Regions from separate parts of the Pan troglodytes genome. Here region 1 is linked to region 2. The links are chromatin contacts, called in public Hi-C maps. All regions are on one chromosome and are shown on one strand. Each heading gives the region's core, a stretch centred on a gene start, on an enhancer-like site or on the middle of the called end of the contact. The rest is flanking DNA. Distances are from core to core; before and after follow the strand shown.

What was found. Hi-C and Micro-C count contacts between places; a contact is called where the count stands out from the background.
Region 1: a Hi-C map of stem cell-derived neural progenitor cells shows a contact between it and region 2, with 2.0 times the contacts expected there. The contact joins the promoter of C7H8orf58 here to the enhancer-like site in region 2. A contact is called at or near these places in 1 of 7 Hi-C or Micro-C datasets (stem cell-derived neural progenitor cells) and 1 of 1 datasets of contacts at active chromatin or transcription factors (stem cell-derived excitatory neurons).

What each region holds. Positions count from the first base shown.
Region 1 is chr7:30,920,704-30,926,674 of NHGRI_mPanTro3-v2.0_pri, reverse strand. C7H8orf58 (chromosome 7 C8orf58 homolog) reads right to left here and starts at 3,027. Exons shown (of 7, transcript XM_063816948.1): 1 at 2,932-3,027. It overlaps PDLIM2 (PDZ and LIM domain 2), which reads right to left. Exons shown (of 9, transcript XM_016959209.3): 9 at 3,279-3,844. The coding sequence ends at 3,771.
Region 2 is chr7:30,503,641-30,510,408 of NHGRI_mPanTro3-v2.0_pri, reverse strand. It overlaps BMP1 (bone morphogenetic protein 1), which reads right to left. Exons shown (of 21, transcript XR_010159434.1): 3 at 4,625-4,795; 4 at 4,288-4,405; 5 at 3,799-3,977; 6 at 2,987-3,092; 7 at 1,115-1,239; 8 at 461-576. Among named protein-coding and RNA genes, the nearest start is that of BMP1, 12 kb to the right of the region's middle. Within about 2 kb of position 2,123, at least 3 of the 24 cell types and tissues checked have an H3K27ac peak or open chromatin away from gene starts, as enhancers often do. A contact at or near this core is called in stem cell-derived neural progenitor cells, where this site is marked.

The DNA of each region.
Region 1 (5,971 bases), core at 1,778-4,277, 420 kb before region 2:
ACAGGAATGCATCTGGAAACAGGAAGCCCAGCCAGCAGGAATGCAGTGTCTCAGCACAATGCTTTGTGTGTGACTCAAAAGAACCTCCACACACACACCCCAACACACACTCCCCTCCAGGCCATGGCGCACCCCTCCTCCCCACCACCGCCATGCAGATGCGTCCTGGCCCAGGACCAGCTCAGAGGAACCTGAGCCCTGGCGGGCAGGGGGGCAGGATCTGACCCAACACCCAAAGTAGGGGGATGCCCCCTTCCTGTGGCAGCCGCAGCCCCAAGCCTAGAGCCAGGCCAGGGCTCTCTGAGTGATGCTTGAAGGAATGGGAGGGGCAGCCCGTCCACGCACTCCTGACAAGGTAAACCACTGCCATGAGTTCCTGAGACAGACAGTGTCCTGAGCAGAGTCAGCCATCAGGCTGCCCAGTGGCCCCTGCACTTCCCATGGGGAAGTCCTGGCTTCAGGAAGTGGGTTTCCTGCAAGCTCAGCTGGAGCTAGTACCCATGGGAGGAAGCACAAAGCTGAGAGCCTACAGAGCGCTGGGGAGGGCTGTGGTGACCTCCAGTTGTGACCAGAGGTGACCAGAGCTGTGCCTGGAAGGCTGCCTCTGATGACAGAGGGACAAACTCTGCCCCCCACAAGCCAGAAACCTGGGAGGCAGGCTGTAGATCCATTCCTTACTAGCTAGGAGTACTTGGACCATTTACTGAACCTCCTGGTCCTCAGTTTCTTCATCTGCAGAGAGGATGGTAACAGTACCTATCTCGGGTTGTGAGGATTAAGTGAGTTAAAGCATTGGAAGTATCCCTAGCACATCAAAAGCACCCCCAGAGCTTAGCCATTATGACTGGCTAGCTGTGCAGCTTTGGAAAAGTCACTTTCCCTTCTCTAACCAAAGGGGGTTGTACCAGATGCTCCTTTGGGCCACTTCTAACTCTAATCTGTCACTTCAGTTAATCTCCTCAGTGCAGGAAGGGAAGAGGGCACTGCACTGGACAAAGTCCGGGAACATAGACGGGCGGCGTGCGGCAGAGGGAGTGGGAGCACGCAGCTAGCTGGCTTAGGTTGGGGACAAGATCAGAGGTAAAAGACCAAAGACTGCCTGTCCCCAGCCTCCTCTGCTGACCAACTCATAACTCCGTTCTTCCAGGGGAGTTTGCTCCCAAGCCGGGCTGATTGTGTGGCTGCAGAGAACCCTGGTGCTGAAACCCTCAGGACCCCTGGGAGGAGAGATGGCTGCCACACCAAAGAACAAGGGCCAGAGGGGGATTTGAGCTGGAACCTACAAAGCCCTCAGAAGGCATTCGACGCCTCACTGGAATGCCCATCATTTCACATGTCCCCAGTCCCCACTTCTCCCCCTCCACTCCTATGACACTGCTGGCCCAGCATGGCGTGCTACATACAGGTGGGAATCTGTCCATATCAATAATCCAAACCATCTTTTCCAACCTGTCACTTCTCTGCTTAAAACCTTCCAAGTGTTCCCAGAGGCTGGGCAAGGTTAGCTCACGCCTGTAATCCCAACACTTTGGAAAGCCAAGGTGGGAGGATGGCTTGGGGCCCGAAGTTCGAGACCAGCCTGGGCAACATAGTGAGACCCCATCTCTTAAAAAAAAAAAAACTTAAAAATTAGCTGGGTGTGGTGGTGCACGCCTGTAGTCCCAGCTACTTGGGAGGCTGTGGGAGGATCTCTTGAGCCTGGGAGGTGGAGGCTGCAGTGAGCTAAGATTGTACCACTGCACTCCAGCCTGGGCAATAGAGCAAGACCATGTCTCAAAACAAAATGTCCCTAGAGCCTCAAGGGGAAGTTCAAACCACTTCTGGCATTGACAGCTCCCCTCCGATCTTATCTCAGTGTCCCCATCAGCCACTGCTCTGAGCTAAGCATCCCCCCAGCAGCCACCCCATCACTCAGCATTCCTCTTCACGTCTCCAAGACCCAGCCCTCCTTTTGCATCACGGCCACTGCTTTGAACTCACGGGACGCTCCTCGGTGCGTTCCAAGGTAGCCCTTGGCGCTCAGTGCCACATCCTCTTATTCATTCATGCCAGCTCAGTCGCTGCCACTGGCCTTCTACCTCGAGGAAGGCATGAGGAGTGCTGTATCTTTCCGTATTCCCGCTGTGCCCAGAAGCCCAGTGTTGCCCCGTGAATGGGCCCCGCCATGGGCCAAACTGGACACTAGGTGGCGCCAAAGAGACTACCCCGTTTCTGACCAGCGCCTGGGGCTCATGGAGTCCCGTGCCAGACAGCCTTGATCTTTTCTATAAAAAGAAAGACCTTTCTCAGGCAGCCACCCAGGCAAAAGGTGAGACAATGATATCATGGTGTAAATTATATCTACAGGTGCCTGAGGAGGCAACACAAACATCTGCGCCAAGATTCCTTCCACAAAGAGCCGGAGAGCACAAAGCTGCCGGCAGGGACCAGCCAGGCACCCTGGGAAGCCCAGCTTTGATCTTCTCTGAAAAGAGAGCTGAGGCTGCCCCCTCCGCAGCATCCTCTGGGACTAGCACTAGGGGTAGTGGGTGAATCACGCCCAAAATCCTAGGCTAGCAGGGGAGACTACTGTCCCCTGCCTCAACTCCAGTGAACCCCCAGGGCAGCTCACCTGGCACTGGCCACATGCATTCATTTGTTTTTGTGTTTTTTTCAACAGACAGGTCCTCTCTCTCTCCCAAGCTGGAATGCAGTGGCATGATCACAGCTTAAGGCAGCCTCGGCCTCCTGAGCTCAAGGGCTCCTCAGGCCTCCCCAGTACCTGGGCCTAAAGCCTGAGCCACCCTGCCCTTTTTCCCCCCTCCAAATCAATCACCAATGAAGCCAGCAGAGTCTCCCAGGAAAGAAGTGGAAGGTGTCGGTAGATCAACCTGGCCCCGGGGGCCCAACCCTTGGTGGGCGGCCGGTCCTCAGGATCAGAGGTTGTCTCACCAGCTTGGCTGGATGGGTCTCCTGGTCTTCCTCCTGTCCCTCCGCTTGGCGCCCTCCACCATCCCCTCCAAAGCTTCCAGTGACAATCTCATTCCCTCCATAGCACAAGCGTCCTCCTGTAAAACGGGCATCTTTACAAAAAGGTTAAGGAATGACATGATTCCCAACCTAAAAGAGGCAAGGCCCTTCCATGGGAAATGTCAGGTGCAGGCAACTGGCAGGGGTGGGATTTGAGGGAGGGAAAAGAAGAAGAAACGTATGTTGCATAAATAAAGACCCTCCACCCAGTGGTGGGAGCAGGTCATACCCAGGGCTGGCGGTAGGAAAAAGAAGGAAGGGACATCTACTTTATTTTGTCCATATTCATATATTTATAGAGCTAGTATGTCAAAAACTTTACACAGTGACACCATTAGCCCCTGGCCCACCCCTCTCCTTCCCACTTCTGTGTTCGACCCTACTTAGACCCTGGCACACAAAGGTTGATCAAAGGCAGTGGCCACCTCAGACTAGTGCAATGCCAGTCCTGCAGGGGAGAGGCCTGGCAAGGTGAGGGTGAGTCTCCCACAGTCCAAGACAGGTCCCAGACCTTGGCCCACCCAGCGAGGACAAAGGGGCCTCAGGTCTCCAAACTTAGCTCATGTAAGAGTAACTGCCCACCATTGTCCCTGCCATGCCAACTTATATAGGCATGACCCTGGCCCAGCAGTGAGGCAGGCTGAGGGCATGGCGGGCTCAGGCCCGAGAGCTGAGGGTGGCAGGTGCGGAGTAGCGCTGGCGGGCATGCTTCTCACAGTACAGCTCGTCACCCACCCAGAAGTGCCCGCGCATCTTCAGGTTCAGCCCACAGTCGGCACAGGTGTAGCAGCCGGGGTGGCGGTACCGGCCCTCCTGGATGCGCACAGCCTGGTTCCTGCAGGGGAGGGAGAGGCTTTAGCTCAGAGCCACAGCACCAAGCAGGAGGCCACCATGCCCAGGGGGCCTGGTCCCCACTGTAGCATCAGGACCTGGGTGGAGCCCAAAGCCTTCTCAGAGACTAGACTTTTTTTTTTTTTTTTTTGAGATGGAGTTTTGCTCTTGTTGCCCAGGCTGGAATACAATGGTGTGATCTCAGCTCACAGGAACCTCTACCTTCCAGGTTCAAGCGATACTCCTGCACCAGCCTCCTGAGTAGCTGGGATTACAAGCATGTGCCACCACACCTGGCTAAGTTTTTGTATTTTTAGTAGAGACGGGTTTTACCGTGTTAGCCAGGACGGTCTTGCCCTCCCAACCTCAGGTAATCCACCCTCCTTGGCTTCCCAGAGTGCTGGGATTACAGGTGTGAGCTACTGCACCCGGCCCGAGACTTGATTCTTGAAGCTGCACACAGGAATCTCACTTTGACAAACCCCCTAACACACACAAACCGCCACCACCGCTGCCACTGCTGGGACCCCTAATTAAAAATAATAAAAATAAATAAGTCAGCCAGGCACAGTAGCTCACGCCTGTAATCCATGCCTAGGATCCCAGGTGGACAGATCACTTAAGGCCAGGAGTTTGAAACCAAACTGGGCAACATAGCAAGACCCCATCTCTACAAAAAATTTAAAAATTAGCCAGGTATGGTGGCACACGCCTGTAGTCCCAGCTACTCAGGAGGCTGAGATGGGAGGATCACTTGAGCCCAGGAGTTTGGGGCTGCAGTGAGCCATGACGGCACTACTGCGCTCCTGCCTGAGCAACAGAGTGAAACTCTATTAAAAATATTAAAAATTTTTTTTAAAAGTTGTTCCTCTCACATAAAGACTGTAAGTCCGTCCCACATTGCCTGGATTTTTAACAGAGCAGCGATTCTCAGTGTGGTCCTGGGTCCCACAGCCAGCAGCATCCGCATCACTGGGGAATTCGTGAGAAATGCACATTCTCAGGCCTGTTGGCCTCCTGGAGAGGAGGCTCTGGGGTGGGGCCCAGCCATCGGCATTTAACAAACCCTCCAAGGGACCCGACACACACACCTTTGAGAACCAGGATGGAAAACATGCTTTTCAACACACATTCCCTATCTCTGCACAGCAGGGGGACTGGATATTCTCCCACTCTGCAGATGAAAACACTAAAACCCAGAGAAGTTAAGGGATTTGCCTAAAGTCAATCACCTGCCCCTCCCACACTACACACTTCAGAAATTTACCTGAGGGGGGGTTTCAGCAACCTTCCAGAGAATGTGGTTGCATTATAAATGCCACTTAATGAGAAAAATGAGCCCACCTCGGCTGGGCATCGTGGCTTACGCTGTAATCCCAGCACTTTGGGAGGCCGAGGCAGGCGGATCACCTAAGGTCAAGAGTTTGAGACCAGCCTGGCCAACATGGGGAAAACGCGTCTCTACTAAAAATACAAAAATTAGCTGGGAGTGGTGGCGGGTGCCTGTAGCCCCAACAACTCGGGAGGCTGAGACACGAGAATAGCGTGAACCTGGGAGGCAGAGCTTGCAGTGAGCTGAAATTGCACCACTGCACTCCTGCCTGGGCAACAGAATGAGACTCCGTCTCAAAAAAAAAAAAAAAAAGAAAAGAAAAGAAAGAAAGAAAAGAAAAGAAAAATAAGAAAAATGAGCCCACATCGGGAAAAATGCAGCCTGCTCCAAAGGGGGAGGAAGGGGAAAGAGCAAGATTTTCCAGGAGGATGTGCTGTACCTCCGGGCAGATCTCCAGAGGCTTTGAAATGATCAAAGAGAAATCAAAAGGGATGGGAAAAGGAGGAGAGGGAGAGGAGATGCAGCCTGAAGCAGCTAGCCTAGGCTCCTAAGAAGCCTGTAACTAATGCCCCCAAAGCTGTGCAACACTGCTTCCCCTAGAGTCCCCGACTGGGTACCCAGTGCTAGCCCCTGATGGGCCCGGCCCTTCCTGAAAGCATCCAGTGCCCTGTCCCCCTCCCCACTCCCCTGTGAAGGCTCAGGTCCCCCACCCCCCTCCACACTCACGCGATGCTGGTACTGCACTTCTCACAAGTGTGGAGCTTGGGAGGGGTGGCCAGGGCCCTGGAGGTGGGCAGG
Region 2 (6,768 bases), core at 874-3,373:
CTGAGCGTCAGGCTGAGCAGTTCATCCAAGGGAACCCAGACCTGAGAAGAGCTCCAGTCCCACCTCAGTCCTTGTTAGCTGTGTGACCTTGGGCAAGTTACTTAACCACCCTGTGCCTCAGTTTCCTCATCTGTAAAATAAAGGTGGAGGTAGCCATAAAAACTAAAAGAGGTGATGTAGGAAAATCACCCAAGAAGAACTAGATAATCAAAATAGACCTACACAGCAAGTGCTATGTGCAAATTAACACTAATTTACAATTATTGGGAGATACCAGGGAAGGCGGTGAATGCCAGGAGCCCCTTCCCACAGCCGTGCTCCATCAGCGCTCTGGACTTGATACATTTACGGTAGCCAGGTAGGTCGCTGGCACCCATATTGACCCCCACTGTGGGAGAAGTCCCTGAGGTATGGGGACCCGCAGGGGAGGGGGAGGCTCAGAGGCTGAGCCCACACATACCTTCTCCCCGGGTGTGACAGAGATGCGCCACACGCAGTGCATGTGAGCAGAGTAGCCATTGGGGTATTCAGGGGAGGAGAAGTTGCCTGTGCTGTCTTGCAGGGTCTCTCCACAGGCTGTGAGGAAAGGAAATGACAGGGCAGGGCTGCAGGTGCCAAATCCCCCCATCTTCTGGCTCACCCACCCCTGAACCTTGGCATCCTCTGGGGGAGGGGAGAATGCCTGAGGAGTGGGAGGGTGTCTGCAATGGTCCTGCCCCTGTAAGATCCACCCCCCTGCCTCACATACAGCACACGCCATCCTACCTCCCAGCCCAGTGCTGCCCTGTTTGTGAAGGCAATATGGGTTCCAGAGCTAAGGTCAAGCTCCCTTGGTGGGGCTCCGTGCCACCTCCCTCTCCTAGGATTGCTGTTCTCCCCACTTCCGCCCCTACAGACCCTCAGAAGGTGGCGGCTCAGCTTCTGACCACCCACCTGAGCCTACCCCCAGCGGCCTCCTTCACTTGGACACTGCCCCTCCTATGGGGTCCCCTCCCCCGCCACACCCTTCTCTAAGACTTGCAGCCTAAGCCTTCTTGGTGGCACCAGGCACCTGGCCTCTGCCTCCCTCAGGCCCTGCCCTCCACGCCCTCACCCATCCCTTCTCTGCCCTGACCTGGGCACTTGTAAAGCTTGCGGGCTTGGGCAATGTCCCCCTTGCTGAGCCGTGTCCTTTGGCCAATGGGAGGTTTCACCCCGTTCACCTCATACTTGGGGACAATGGTATCCAGGAAGATGCCCCTGAAGAAGAGGGAGAAAAGTAAGGGTGAGTGTCTCATGCACAGTGGGCAGGGAGTGGGTGGCATGCCCATATGTACCCACAAGTCACGACCCTGCTGGAGCTCAGACATTCCTCAGCAGGGTCAGGGCCGGGTGGAGACGTCTCACCCTGTCATTATGCTACCCACTGACCAGCAGCCACCCTGCTCCGTGGCAGCCACACCACAGGAGTCGGGGGAGCCCCAGGAACACTTTGGGAGGTCAGGGATGCAGGTCCAGGGTGCCCTTGGACCCACTGGTGCTCCCAGCTCAGGCTGGCCACAACTCCCAGCCCCAGGAAAGCTACAGGCCCCTAGCGGGTCATCTCTCTCCAGCCCCACTGGGCCCCTGCTTCTGCAGCCCCTCATGCTGCTCCAGCCCTAATTAAACTTCTCCCAGGACTCCCCAGGCCAGCTCCTCACCCTGCTGGCACAGGCTGCATCTGAAAGCACCTGGAACAAGGCCAAAGGCAGATTCCACTGCAGCCAGACCAAGCCCCGGGGACAGCCCCACCAGCTCCCAATCTATCAGTGTCTCCTGTCCTGGCCATTCCTCCCTGCTGAATCCTGGGTGTTTGCACTGGGAGGAGCAGAGTGAAGGGGAGGCAGGCAGCCCTCCACCTCCCCAGGGCCCCTGACTCACACCCAGCTGGGTGGATCACAGCAGGGGGTGGGGTGGGATGTGGTGGGAAATGTAAGGCCGGGTCTGTGGGTGTGGGGGGCAGAATGACCTCACCACCCTTCCTTGGTCTCTGTTCCTGCAGGTCTGCAGGCAGGAAGAGCAGATCGGGTAGAAGCACTGAGAAGAGGGGGCAGGGCCACTGTCTGGGACACAGACAGAGGATGAGCAAAGCACCAGGCCTGGGAATGGCCAGGCCAGGAAGGAGTTTGAGGAGGAGGGAGGTGCCATTTCCCACACTCTGCTAAGGAGAATCTTGGGGGAGGGGAGGCTGGGCCACCACCTTTGAGGGCTCTGGTTGTGGCTTCTGGGGACCTGGGCCTCAGATAAGGAGGATGTGCTTCGGAGCTGGGCATGGGGGCTAGTCCAGGGCAGGGGTCAGGCTTCGTGCAAACTGGCCAATTACAAAAAAAGCAGACTAATTAAAAAGGAATGGCTGAGCATGGTGGCTCGCGCCTGTAATCTCAGCGTTTTGGGAGGCCGAGGTGGGAGGATCCCTTGAGCCCAGGAGTTCGAGACCAGCCTGGGCAATATAGTGAGACCCCATCTCTAAAAAAAAGGCACGGTGGCGTGTGCCTGTCATCCTAGCTACTCAGGAGGCTGAGACGGGACGATTCCTTGAGCCTAGGAGTTTGAGGCTGCAGTGAGCCATGACTGTGCCACTGCACTCCAGCCTAGGTGATAGAGCAAGATCCTGTCTCAAACAAAAACAAAAACAAACAAATGGCCCACAAATAAAAGCTCAGCACCCTTTGGGCTGATAGTTTGGGGCTACCCCACACTGCCTGGCTTGCAGAGTGGCTGGGTTCAGCCTCCTCCGCCAGGTACCCTGGGTGCACACGGTGGTAAGGCCCTGCCACAGACCCACCCGTGGAAGAGGACAGGAGGGCAGGCAACATCCACGGACCCTCTGCTTGGAGGCCACAGCCCCCCAGAGGGCCACTCTTTTCCTGGGTCACTGCCCCAGAAGTGGGAGGCAGGAGGAGAATAGCCTACAGAGGGCAGGGTGGGGCTGCCCGAGCAGAGGCCCAGCCCCAATCCCGTCTCCCACCTGGAGAATGTGTTTCGAGCGTAATGCATGATGCTGTCGAAGTCATAGGTCTCCCCCAGGGACTCCACCTCCTGAGGCTCCATCTTCAGGAAGTTATACTCCTGCCCTGCCAAGATCAGGAAAAGGGTGTGGGGGGAGAGGAGGGGGTGGGTCTGCCTGGGATGCAACGCTCACTTTCCAGGGCAGGGAATGGAGTCCTTCCTGTATCTGAGAGAGTCCCCCTACCTGAGGGTCCGGGGAGCAGCCAAGGGGAGCCTGGGGAATGGGGAGGGTCTCAGGAAGAGTCCCGTCCAGCAGAGGGCCTGGTGAATGGAGGACTCAAGGGAACATGGGAAGGAAGCACCATTTCTAGAGCCACAGCTGAGAAGGAGCAGTGAAGAGTGGAGAACGCCTGGGAGAGAGGGAGGAGGCGGGAGGGGAGGGACAGAGACATCGAGAAAATGAGAGAAAAGCCCTCAGAGGGCAGACCAGGCAGAGGGCAGATAGTGGGCAAAGGTGGGGAGAAAGGCCTGAGCAGTCCCCAGGACGGCCCACTACGCCCATGCCCCACCCTAGAGGCTGCCCGGGCTACCGCTGTCCAGGACCAGGACCTGGCCCAGCCTCCCAGAGGAGCTCCACAGATGCGGGTCCTTGATCTGCCACGGAGGAGGAAATGCCTCAAGGGCAGGGGCTGGCTCAACCCAGGCTGTGGGCAGCTCTGCGGGCCCAGGCGACGGCTGGCTGGAGCGGCTGCCACTGCCCCCAGGGGTCCTGGAGGTGGGGGCTGGGGCGGGAGCCGCCCACCAAGGCCGCACCGAGGGGCAGGTACCTACCTGGCTGGATGTTCTCACGAACGATGGAAACATGGCGGTCCCGATCTGGCCGAGTGTGTTCGTGCCAGAAGCCGACGACGTGGCCCAGCTCGTGGACCACAATGCCGAACTTGTCACAGTTCTTGCCGATGGAGATGGCCTGGGGGCCCCCGCCGCGGCGACCCACGTAGGAGCAGCACCTGGAGGGCGGGGCCAGCTCAGGGGGGCGGTCCCGAGCTGGGGGAGTGCATCCACTCAGGGGCGGGGCCAGGCTGCCGGGGGCGGGGCGGCAGGGGAGCGAAGGGGAGTGGGGGGCCCTGAGCACCGAGTGCCCAGGCTGTGTGCTGGAGGTCACAGCCGCACAAGGGGCAGTTCCTGGGTAGATGCCCCATAGCAGGAGGGGACAAAGGGACCCAAGGCTGTGCCCAGCTGGGGGCAGTGGCAGGGCCCAGGGCAGAACCTGGGTTGGGGCAATGGCGGAAGGTGCAGCGCCTAGGGCTTCCTGCTCACCCGCAAGGTCGATAGGTGAACACAATATAGCTGTCCTCGTCGGTGCGCTCCAGGAAGGTGACACAGGTGTGCTTCTCCCAGTGCCTCATGGCCTGCCGGAAGACTGCCCTCTGGCTACCTGCCAGGAGGAAGGAAGCCAGGTTGCCACGGTGTTCAGGCAGTCCCACCCCCTACCCACCACTGAAGAGTCACAGCCATTCTGAGAGCAGACTGCCTGGAAAGGAATGTGTGGGCACTCGGGCTGCAGGTGGCACCCACGCCTCCGTGCCTGGCAGGGCTGCCGCAAGGCCAGGCCTGGAAGCTGGTTACACTCTGGGACCCACAATAGCACGCTCACCAGTGAAGTTTCCCCCAATGACAAAGGGGATGACCCCATCGGGCCACACACGCTCTGGTCGGGACGTCGCCGCCCGCCGGCTACGGGATCTACCTCTCCATCTCCCACAGGCTCCCCTCTGAGGCTGCCCGTTGGTGCTCTGGCAGCTGGGGGTAGAAGTGTTTCCTGCAACTGAGAGAGGAAGTCATGGTGACTAGTGAGTGGAGGGAAAGAGGAGGAAAGCAAAAGCATAGTCAAACCTCATTTTTCATGGATTCTGTGCTTGCAAATTTGTCTACTGGCTAAAATTTATTCGTAGTCCCCAAAATCAATACTCTCAGGGCTTTCACGGTCATTTGTGGACATCTGCAGAGCAGTGAAAAATTTCAGTCACCCAACATGCATGTTCCCAGCTGAGGTGGAATAAGGCAACGCTCCGCCTTCTGCTTTCGGCTCCCATTGTGTAACCAAGTGTCCTTTTTGAGGTCTAGTGAAAGTGCCCTGTTTTTTGTGTTTTTGTGCGCTTTGTTGAGGGTTTCGCTGTTTAAAACAGCCCCTGAGCATAATGCTGAAGTGCTCTCTGGTGTTCCCAAGGGCAAGAAGGCTGTGATATGCCTCACAGAGAACATACGTGTGCTAGGTAAGCTTCTTTGAGGCATGAGTTAGAGTGCTGTTGGTCATGAGTTCAATGTTAATGAATCAGCTCCATATTAAGTAAGGTGTCTTTAAAAAGAAACACTCATAAAACAAGGTGATGCACTGATCAGTTGACAAAAATGTTGTGACCAGAGGCTTGAAGGAACCTGACCCTGTATTTTCCCTAGGAGCAATGGGTCAGTATTTGCTAATGTTTTCAGTGACTGTACAGAGTAACTATAAAGTTATTCTATAACTTCCATAAATAGCAAGAATTGACAATAATCGTAAAAGAGAACAAAGGTGTACTCATTTTCTAGGAATTGTGGGGATCTGAGATTAGGAAAATATCCCTTCTCATTGAATAAACCTTGACATTTGTGGAGCATTCAGAACTCTATGCCTTCTTTTGATTTCCCAAATTCATGTTTGCATTTGACATAGGAGCTCTAAGGCATGTGGACAAGTGTTGTATTGTATTTGACAGATGAGGAAACTAAGGCCAAAGCTTTGGCCAAAGTCACCTGGTGGGTTAGCAGGGGACCCCTCCATGCAGCTTTCCGTTGTGCCATACCTACTAGTCCCCACTAAGGTCACATGAGCCTTACTTGTTAGCAGGCCACCAGGTCACCCTCCAATGCCACCTGCCCTCTGGGGTACTTTATTCCATAAGGTGCCCACATCAGGATCTTCCCTCAAGCTGGACAGGACAACTTCAGGCACACTACAGTGTTCCCAGAGCAGACCCTCAATAAGAATCCCTGCCCTTTGGTATAGTGGCTTACGCCTGTAATCCCAGCACTTTGGGAGGCCAGGGAGGACAGATCACTTGAGGCCAGGAGTTCGAGACCAGCCTGGCCAACACCGTGACATCCCGTGTCTACTAAAAATATAAAAAATTGGCCAGGCGTGGTGTTGCATGCCTGTGGTCCCAGCTACTTGGGAGGCTGAGGCACGAGAATTGCTTGAACTCAGGAGGTAGAGGTTGCAGTGAGCCGAAATGGTGCCACTGCGTTCTAGCCTAGGTAACAGACTGAGACCCTGTCTCAAAAAAAAAAAAAAGACAGAAAAAAAGAAGAAAGAATCCCTGCCCCTGCCCTTTGGGAAGGGGAGGGCTATTTGTGTGCTCTCAGGACCATGTCTCAAACATCAGCACTGGCAGTGAGGAGCTTTCACCCTTCTACAGAGCAGTAAGGGACTGGAAAGAACAGACACAGCCCAGGCCCTCATCCCTCCCATTCCTGTATCCATGCACAAGTACCACATGGGTTTTTAGGAGTTTGGACCACAATCAAGGATAAGAATAAAGCATCCCTGACCTTAAAGAACTAGGGAGACATAGGAGCAAATCCTTTCAATATGGTGTGATAAATGACAGGGTAACAGTGTGAGCACAGAGGAGGGAGAAAACAGGGAAAATGGAGGGACAGTCATGTTTGGGGGGCAACTGGGAAAGAAGAATAGGAGAAGCTCCTGAAATGGGCCTCAGAGGATGCACAGAAATTTGCAAAGTGGGAACAGGAGAGCCC